Regions from separate parts of the Triticum aestivum genome. Here region 1 is linked to region 2. Evidence: chromatin contacts called from public HiCAR-type data. All regions are on one chromosome and are shown on one strand. The core of a region is the stretch at or near the end of the contact, and the rest is flanking DNA. Distances in the headings are between cores, read along the strand shown.

The links. HiCAR-type assays count read pairs that join an accessible place to other places.
Region 1: a contact with region 2 is called in a HiCAR-type map of leaf, with 5 times the contacts expected there. The contact joins two enhancer-like sites. A contact is called at or near these places in 4 of 5 Hi-C or Micro-C datasets (leaf, root and an unstated tissue) and 1 of 1 datasets of contacts at active chromatin or transcription factors (leaf).

What each region holds. Positions count from the first base shown.
Region 1 is chr4B:426,098,657-426,102,608 of IWGSC CS RefSeq v2.1, forward strand. LOC123092503 reads right to left here. Exons shown (of 2, transcript XM_044514298.1): 2 at 2,803-3,283. The coding sequence ends at 3,015. Among protein-coding and RNA genes, the nearest start is that of LOC123092503, 4.6 kb to the right of the region's middle. Within about 2 kb of position 1,280, at least 2 of the 8 cell types and tissues checked have an H3K27ac peak or open chromatin away from gene starts, as enhancers often do.
Region 2 is chr4B:426,059,218-426,063,267 of IWGSC CS RefSeq v2.1, forward strand. No RefSeq gene overlaps it. Among protein-coding and RNA genes, the nearest start is that of LOC123092503, 44 kb to the right of the region's middle. Within about 2 kb of position 1,899, at least 1 of the 8 cell types and tissues checked has an H3K27ac peak or open chromatin away from gene starts, as enhancers often do.

The sequences.
Region 1 (3,952 bases), core at 30-2,529, 39 kb after region 2:
GAAGCACCTCGACCTCGATGTTTACACGCCCGCCTGGGCGGGCACCCCAGGTGTCGTTGCCTCATGGCCATGGGGTGAGCTGGGGAGATTGTGCGCCCACCAGCCAATCAGCGCCTGTGGAAATGCCATGCCACCGGTAAAAATAGGGACACGGGGATGACTTGTCAACGACGAACGCAGTCGATGCGGGGCAATGCAGGAGTTGTTGTTCATCGGTTGAACCCTGACGCTGACGGTCTGGGACGACGGATGATGCAGCCTGTGATTACCTTTCGCTGCTTGTCGTACCACAAGCTTGATAAATTTGGTTTTGTTCATGGTGTTAGCTTTAATAACTTTGTTACTGCTGTTTCGTTATCCTGTGATGATGGTGTAACCTCGCCAATCTTGGACATGCAGGCGAGAAAAGGTCATTGAGTGAATGTACCATGTACTCTGCGACGGAGATGCAGAGAAGAAATTCAAGTGCAGAAACCAGAGTACACACCATAGACAGACAACACCAGAAAGGCCAGAAATTCATGACAAGTTCATCACTCAATGGCAATTACGTACAGTAGCATATACAACAACACATACATACACCCACCCGCAACAAAGGATCCAAAATCACTGCGAGGCTACGGACTCCACAAGTTGGCCAAAAGCTGCTGCGGAATCACAACGGAATTCCACACAGCCAGAAAAAACGAAAATGTTTATTCCCCTCCAACACCCCCTACCGTACCTGCGAACCCTCGTCCACCCTCATCCCGCGCTCCAACAGAACGGCTTCCGCTCAAGAACAAGAACCGGGCCTGCAGCAATTCTTGACTCTTTCTTTTCTTCAGAGATCATCAGACTCCATATATCCATATCCATCCCTCCTTCCCCGGGCCGGATCAACCACCGGGCGCGACGCGGCGGCCGCCGCTGCCGCTGCCGCCTTCCTTGGCCCTGGCCTTGCCTCCCTTCTGCTCGCCTCCGGCTGCCTTGCGGTTGCGTGCGAGGCACGGGAAGAGGCACGCGAATATGCTCGCCTTCACCTGCCCGCGCCTCGGCAGAGGCCGCCTCGAGTCGCCCTGCCGCTCCATTGCTGGCTGCTGCTGGCGCCTTCTTGCTCCGAAGGCCAGGAAGAAGAAGGGTCGAGAGAAGAGCGCGTGAAGGTTGGCGTGTGGGCTTGTGCTTGTGTGCGATGTGAGGGGAGTGACCGCTAGAGTCGCGCCCTTTTATAGCCAAGGTTCCTTGGGATGCAAGCAGCTGCTCTCCACAGTTCGAGCTCCATCTTGTGGAAACTTTAGGGTTTGGGCTTGGGCCTCGGCCCTGGCTCGAGCCTCAACTTTGGGATGTCACTGTACTGCCTGGGCAAATCTTTCTGCGTACGCTACCTTCAGACTGAAGATCTAAGTCAGATACGCGCCAGCCTGGTGTGTTTAGCCACTGTTACTTGTCAATCCAGCACTCCAGCCCGGTAGCAGATAACTCATCAGCAAGCAAGCCTGGCCTGGGTAGAAAAAAAAATTGGTGTTTTGGGTTGGGTCGCTGCAGGATTCTGTCTGAAAAATGCTGGGTCGCGCCACTAACTGACCAGGTTCTCAAGTTCAACACTCCAGCTGGAATGACATAGAAAACCATGCCACTGTCTGCCTGCCTACGGTGCGTGGATATAGTTTAAGCACTAACCTACCCATGGCCATGGGCCATGGCACTAGAAGAAAACCGAGATTTTCTGGATCACAACTTTCAGCATCGACCGCTCAGGTCGGGCTTGCAAGTGCCCAAACACAGGGCATAAAATAAGATAACCTGCAGGAAAAGCCGTACAATGATGCACTAGGAGCGAACTAAAATACAGCGGCGGATGGACAGAGATGTTACAAGGAAAATTATTTTGTACGCCCGGGGAGCAGTTGACTTGAATTCCACACTGTGACCTTCGGACCAACCTATATATTCTGTTCGCATTGGGGAAAAAGTCTTCGCTCTCTCGGGATGGACAAATTTTCTCTTCACATTTCAGAAGTGTCTGGAATCTCTAAGGCAGTGCACGGTAACAAAAGTACTAACAAGAGATCAGAGGAGCAGGAGACATAACTACTGCAGTAATTAGCAATCAGTTACTCGTGTTACTTTTTTGAAATGTAAGCAGCATATATTAATTTTCCAGTGTTAATTGTAGGCTAGAATCGCCACAATCCACAGGAGAGCAAGACCTTGGCCATTACTCAATGTTTAAAGGATGAGAAGTCCAATTTTCAGAGGGAAGGATGGAAATGCCTTTGTCTGACTTGTTCCAAGATGCTGGACACAGATCTGATGACCAGGTCTTGAAAGACAAGATGAGATGGTCCTGATCATGTTTATTTTTTATATCTAATTCCGTCTAAGAGTCTAACTACAAGATGTAGACACACTCTGTTTTGATGCCTCCAGTGTAAGCGGCAAAGCCTAATTATTTAGGGGATGGGAAATAAGGTAAGTTAAATTGCTTTACATCTGAGCAAGATTCCTGCTTATCTGGTGCTTATTACTATATGAAGCTAGTGAACTGGCCTTTTGACTTGAATTTGGCGCAATGAAAACGTGCTTCTCTTGGGTTCCCTCAGATTACTAGATGCTCTGCACATGTCCACTTGCTCAAGCATTACCATTTACCAACAATACAAGCTACCCATCACTAAATAATACAACTAATATTAGATGATCCGTTGGTCACACCTGATGACCTGAAGTTACTAGGAAGTGAGAACTATGAAAAATTCACATCAGGATAAATAATCATGAATGCTGTTCAGCATATTATTCTAGGTGACCCAGTATTTCTTGGTTATAATGGAAGATTAAAGAGGATCCAATTGATGTACAGTTGAAGAAAATCACCAAAATGAAGGAGTACTCTATTATGATCTATTAGAATGTGCTTGAAGCAATACAGAACCATGATATACTTCGTATAGTACAAACTAAATGTACAATACAGACTTCCAAGTAGAATCTTCGGCCTACGGCTCACCTGTTATCTGTCACTTCAGCAGTTACTTGGGTGGGACAACCAATGTATAGATTAGCAATGCCGAAACGATGATAATCGCCCCTACCAAGGTAAATCTTGGGCTTGTCCACAACATCAAGTTAGACCTCTCAGCTCTTTTGATTGGATCGACTTCTTCTGACAATGGATACTCACTGCGCCGTGGGTTCCAGGTCACATATTTGTTCGGTGAGAACTCTGAGAATAGGGTCTTCTTCCCTTTCTTCTTAAAGGTAGACCAAGCCTTATCCCAGTCAGTTGATGATGTGTCACCTGAAAAGTAAGACAGAGAAATGATTCAACCTGCAAACATGTTTTCATCATATACAAAATTCGGCAATCAAATGTGGATGTTTTCACCGGTAAACAGTGCGATGATTATATCTCTTTCAAATAAACTTCGCCCACCTACAATTTCCAGTTACTCACACATCATCACATATCAAATTCATATGTAGCTCAGGAAAATCCTCCAATCAAGTAGTTATATGGTGTTTGGTACTTGAAGAGGTTGAATGTTCAGGAGGTTCCTTTTCTTCAAGTGGAATGGGAGTCTGCTTATGTTACGAAATATAACATGCTCTGAGATTGACTGAATACTAGGATCATACTTCAACAAAGTCTTGTTGCTCTTTATGACACAATGCAACAGAGGAATCACATATCCTTTTCTTTCAGTCCTCTGCTGGATAATAGAACTGGAGTTCAATAAGGGTAATAGCTTTACAATAATTGATTTACTCTTCAATTTTGTCAATCTAGTTGTACTGGATGTTCCGTTGATTTTTTTTTAACTCTAGACATTAAATCGTGCAATTGACAAAAAAAGCAATGATTGGTCCTGTAAAACTTCCCAATATATTGGACTTCCAGGGAAAGGGCAGAGGGGGAAAACCTTAATGCATAGCAAACAGCTAGAGTAATAACTCTGGTGTTTGTTTC
Region 2 (4,050 bases), core at 649-3,148:
CTCACTACCTACACATCCTACAGGTGTTCTGCTAACCACTAAGACGAGCGGAAGGAAGTGACTAAGCTCAGCGCTAAAGCATTAAAACCTATTATAGCCGCTCTTACATGCTTTTCTTTAAATAAAATTAAAAGTTCACAGATTTCAGAAAAGGTTCATTAACATGCTAAAAAACTTTCCCCTATTCAAGAAAAGTTCAATGATGTTGAAAAAAGTTCATCAATTTTAAAAAATAGTTCACCAACAAATAAAAAACATGTTCATCAAAATCTTGAAAAAAGTTCACCAATTTCAAAAAAGTTCACCAAACTGAAAAATGTTCATAAACTTCGAAAACAATTCATTGAATTTAAAAAAAGTTCATGGAATTTGAAAATAGTTCACTGATTTTGCAAAAAGTTCATGGAATCTGAAAAAAAATCATCAAATTAAAAAAAATCATCGACTTTGAAAAAGTTGATCAAAATTCAAAAAAAAATAATAATTCAAAAACAGTTAATCATTTGTAAAAAAGTTCATCGCATTTGAAAAAAATTAATAGAATTTGAAAAAAGTTCATCAATTTTGAAGAAATTTCACCAAATTTGAAAAATAGTTCATCGAGTTGTAAAAGTTCATTGAATATGAAAAATAAAAACATACAGGGAGAAACAAAAAAAAAAGCAAAACAGAAATCAGAAAAACGGAAGAAAACCGGGTAAAAGAAAATCCCCGGAACCCAGCCTAGAAAACCAGAGAAAAAGAGCCAAACTGGGGCTCCCGCGCACTCATGTATAGATAAAGATGCTGAAAAAGAAGAGACCAAACAGATGTCGACCGATTTTCAAGATGGTTAGTATGGTTCGCGCTGAAAGAAGGGTTGAGATATCGAATCCCGCGGAGCACTCCTTTTTTTGTTTTTTCGAAAAACAAATGGGCCGGCCCAGCTTACGCCGCTGCAGGCGCCGGTTAAGCGCCTGCAGCGCCGAATAGGACTTGCCGATTTTGCGGCCACGGAGGAGTACCGAACTGTTGTTGAATATGGGCTATCATCATTCCTGAATGACAGCTAATCACAAAACGAACTAGGCGTGCCTAGCAGAAATAATCGAAGTTGCTAAAAAAAAGAGCAGAAATAGTCGAAGAGTACAAAAATCACGTTGGCAGCCGGCAAGACCGGTCTCTGATGAGTCGTGAGGCATCGCATTGCTCACTTTGCTCAAACAGCCCACGAGATAGGAAAACCGGACAACATCAGCGAACAAAAGTGAGCTGTCTCCAGGCTCCAATACATAGACACACAGGTAACTTGGCACCTAGTCCAACGTTTTCTATAAGTCCTAAAACTGAGCCGATCAAGGCCCTATTGTATGATCGATCATTTTTTTTTTTTGAGGATTTTATGATCGATCTTTTGATGCATGCGAGGTGAGATGAGATTATTCTAAGGTTCGGTTGGTGCTCCGTAGTGCCACACGTGCGAGTGGGAGAGCACGTCCATTTGGACATGTTCAAGATGGGGACTTGGGGAATCGCGATACTGTACACAAACAAAGCGAAGTTGATGATTCTAGATAAGATCGCCTGAAAGCGACCATGGATCTGATCAGCTGTTAGTCGAAAATTAAAGAATGTCTAGGCCAATTATATACATGCCCACAGGGCCAGATGAAGATGAGATGCATTCTTCCAAGATACAAACATGGATCGATCAAGAAAAAGAAGCGTCATTAAATTACCGGTGCCTAAACCCTAACGGCCTGCAAGTCCAACAACGAAATCCATCGACGAGGGCGGTCGATCCATAGACGCACGTATCAAAGAACAGCAAAGTGCAGGCCAGCAGCACAGCAACAAGAACAACAACAGACGGAAAATAGCATCATTACTACATTAGGTTTAGGTTCAACAAAGAGGGCTAATATCTATCCATCCACAGATCCAGAAGACAATTAAGCTACACAATCAGACAGTTCTTTTTACCACTGGCACACGTACAACGAGAGGCATTATTTAGCGATAGTATAGCTGCATAGGCTCAAACTAACCATCTCGTGGTACGCACGCGCGCAGCCATGCTCGCTCGCTAGGAGTCGCCGCCGTTGCCGGTGTCCTCGTTTCCTCCTCCTCCCCCGCCGCCGCCGCCGGAAGTCGTTGGCGTCCCGCCGCCGCCGGTCCAGTCGGCGATGATGGTCTTGATGATGCTGCCTCTCTTGGGGTTCCGGTTCCCGTCGGGCTTCGGCCTCAGGCCCTGGCCGCCATCCTGCCCATCCATGGCGTCGCGCGCGTGCAAGGAAGCCCCGGCCGGCCGGCCCAGAGAAACGTCGGCGAGTGGACGAGTGTGGTGGGTGCGCGCGTGCGAGCTGGAGTGGGAGCTATGCGCCTATGAGCAAGTGGTCGGCTTTATAGCGCTAAACACAGTAGCATTGTTAATTGTTAGGACAATCTTCTGATTTGGCGCTCCGTGCATGAAGTATTCTTGCATCCAGACCGGCGACTAATCCACGACGATGACGCCTTGGGATGGGAGTGGGTGGTTCAGTGTGATTCCTGTACAATGCAGGGTCTATCGGGAGGTAGTACTAGTGTACTAGCTTAACTTTGAAGCAATGCGTGTGTGATCGGATAAACAGAGGCAAATTGATGGTGTGCATCATCTGGGGGTATTTTATGTTATAAGCTAAAAAATAGGGTTCTCTAAAAAAATCACGGAGAGGAAAACTGAAGCACTCCACTCCCTCGTTCTCCTTGTCGGCATGTGCGTCATCGCGTGTGACGTGGTCCTGCTACGTCACAGCCACATACTGTTACTACAGGGTCTACGAATTCTCGCGTACATACGAGGCGTATAACATTTGTGCCTTCCAAGTATTGAAGTTTTATGTTTCAGAAAGAGAGTGTACATGTTTCAGAAGAGAGTATGAAGGAGTTGAAGAAAGTACGTGGAGCAGAGTCATACACGGTGCGAGTCTGTGACGTGATTGTTTGTGCATTAACTCTGCAATTAGTGTGTGACTTCCGTGATCTGCTTCCCCATGGTCGCATCATCTTTTCCTTTCGATCGATATAGCAGTCAGAATGATCCTAATCTGGCGGCTTAGCTACCAAAAAAAATTATCTGGAACCGCTACCTACCGTTTCTTAGTCGCCACTCCTTTCTTGTCACTGTCGACTGTCGTACGTAGGTCTCGCTGGTTGTGACATCTGCACGTGGCCATGAACGACTTTCTTGTCACGGGCGCCGGCTCTAGCGGATATTGTGCCCGCAGAGCGACCGCCACGCACATTTTCTGGATTGAAGGTGGCGAGGACATGATTTTTATCTATGGCCAGTTCGTTCGCCACCCTTGTTTTCTGTGGAGCAGATAAAATCAGGCTCGTCCAATGGACACGTGCGAGCTGAGAGATTGTAGAGGATAAGAACGTGCTGCACTGCGTCCGATTGGATGGTGAAGTGAAGGATGCGCATTGCACTTGCCAGCTGTGTTAGGTTGTCGTGAAGAGATAAAATAAGCACAAAGAGATTAAGGGTGCATCATCGACGTCGACGATGACAATAGATTCACGTTATGTGAAGGCTTTCTTAGCTCTGAAGGCGTCGGGCTACCTTCCAAAAGAGGAATCAAAAGCGTGAGATCTCGGGCCTACAAACAATGGCGACGAGCAGAAGAGGCGGGACAAATGAATTCCTCTGGATCGCGACGCTAGCTACAAAGCAATCAAACTAGATCCATGGTGGATCGCTTCGGTCGAGTCCAGTGTATCCGACCCGGAAATGGCGGTCTTTGTTTCTCTGTCTTGAATTCGGCTCAGTCCGTCAGTCGCACGCGAATCTTTGAAACGAACGACTGAGCTAGCGATGAAAACCACGAGTGAAGCACATGAACCTCGACTCCAAAGGGAAAAGATGACCAACATGAACTTGGATATTTGGTCGTGGCGTTCGTTGGCCGTGAAGGTGGGAATTAACCGTGATGCCGCACAGCCACACGCACACTGTGCAAACAGCATATGCTCTACATACATGACACTACTGTCAGCACGCATCTACATCAAAATGATCAAATGAAT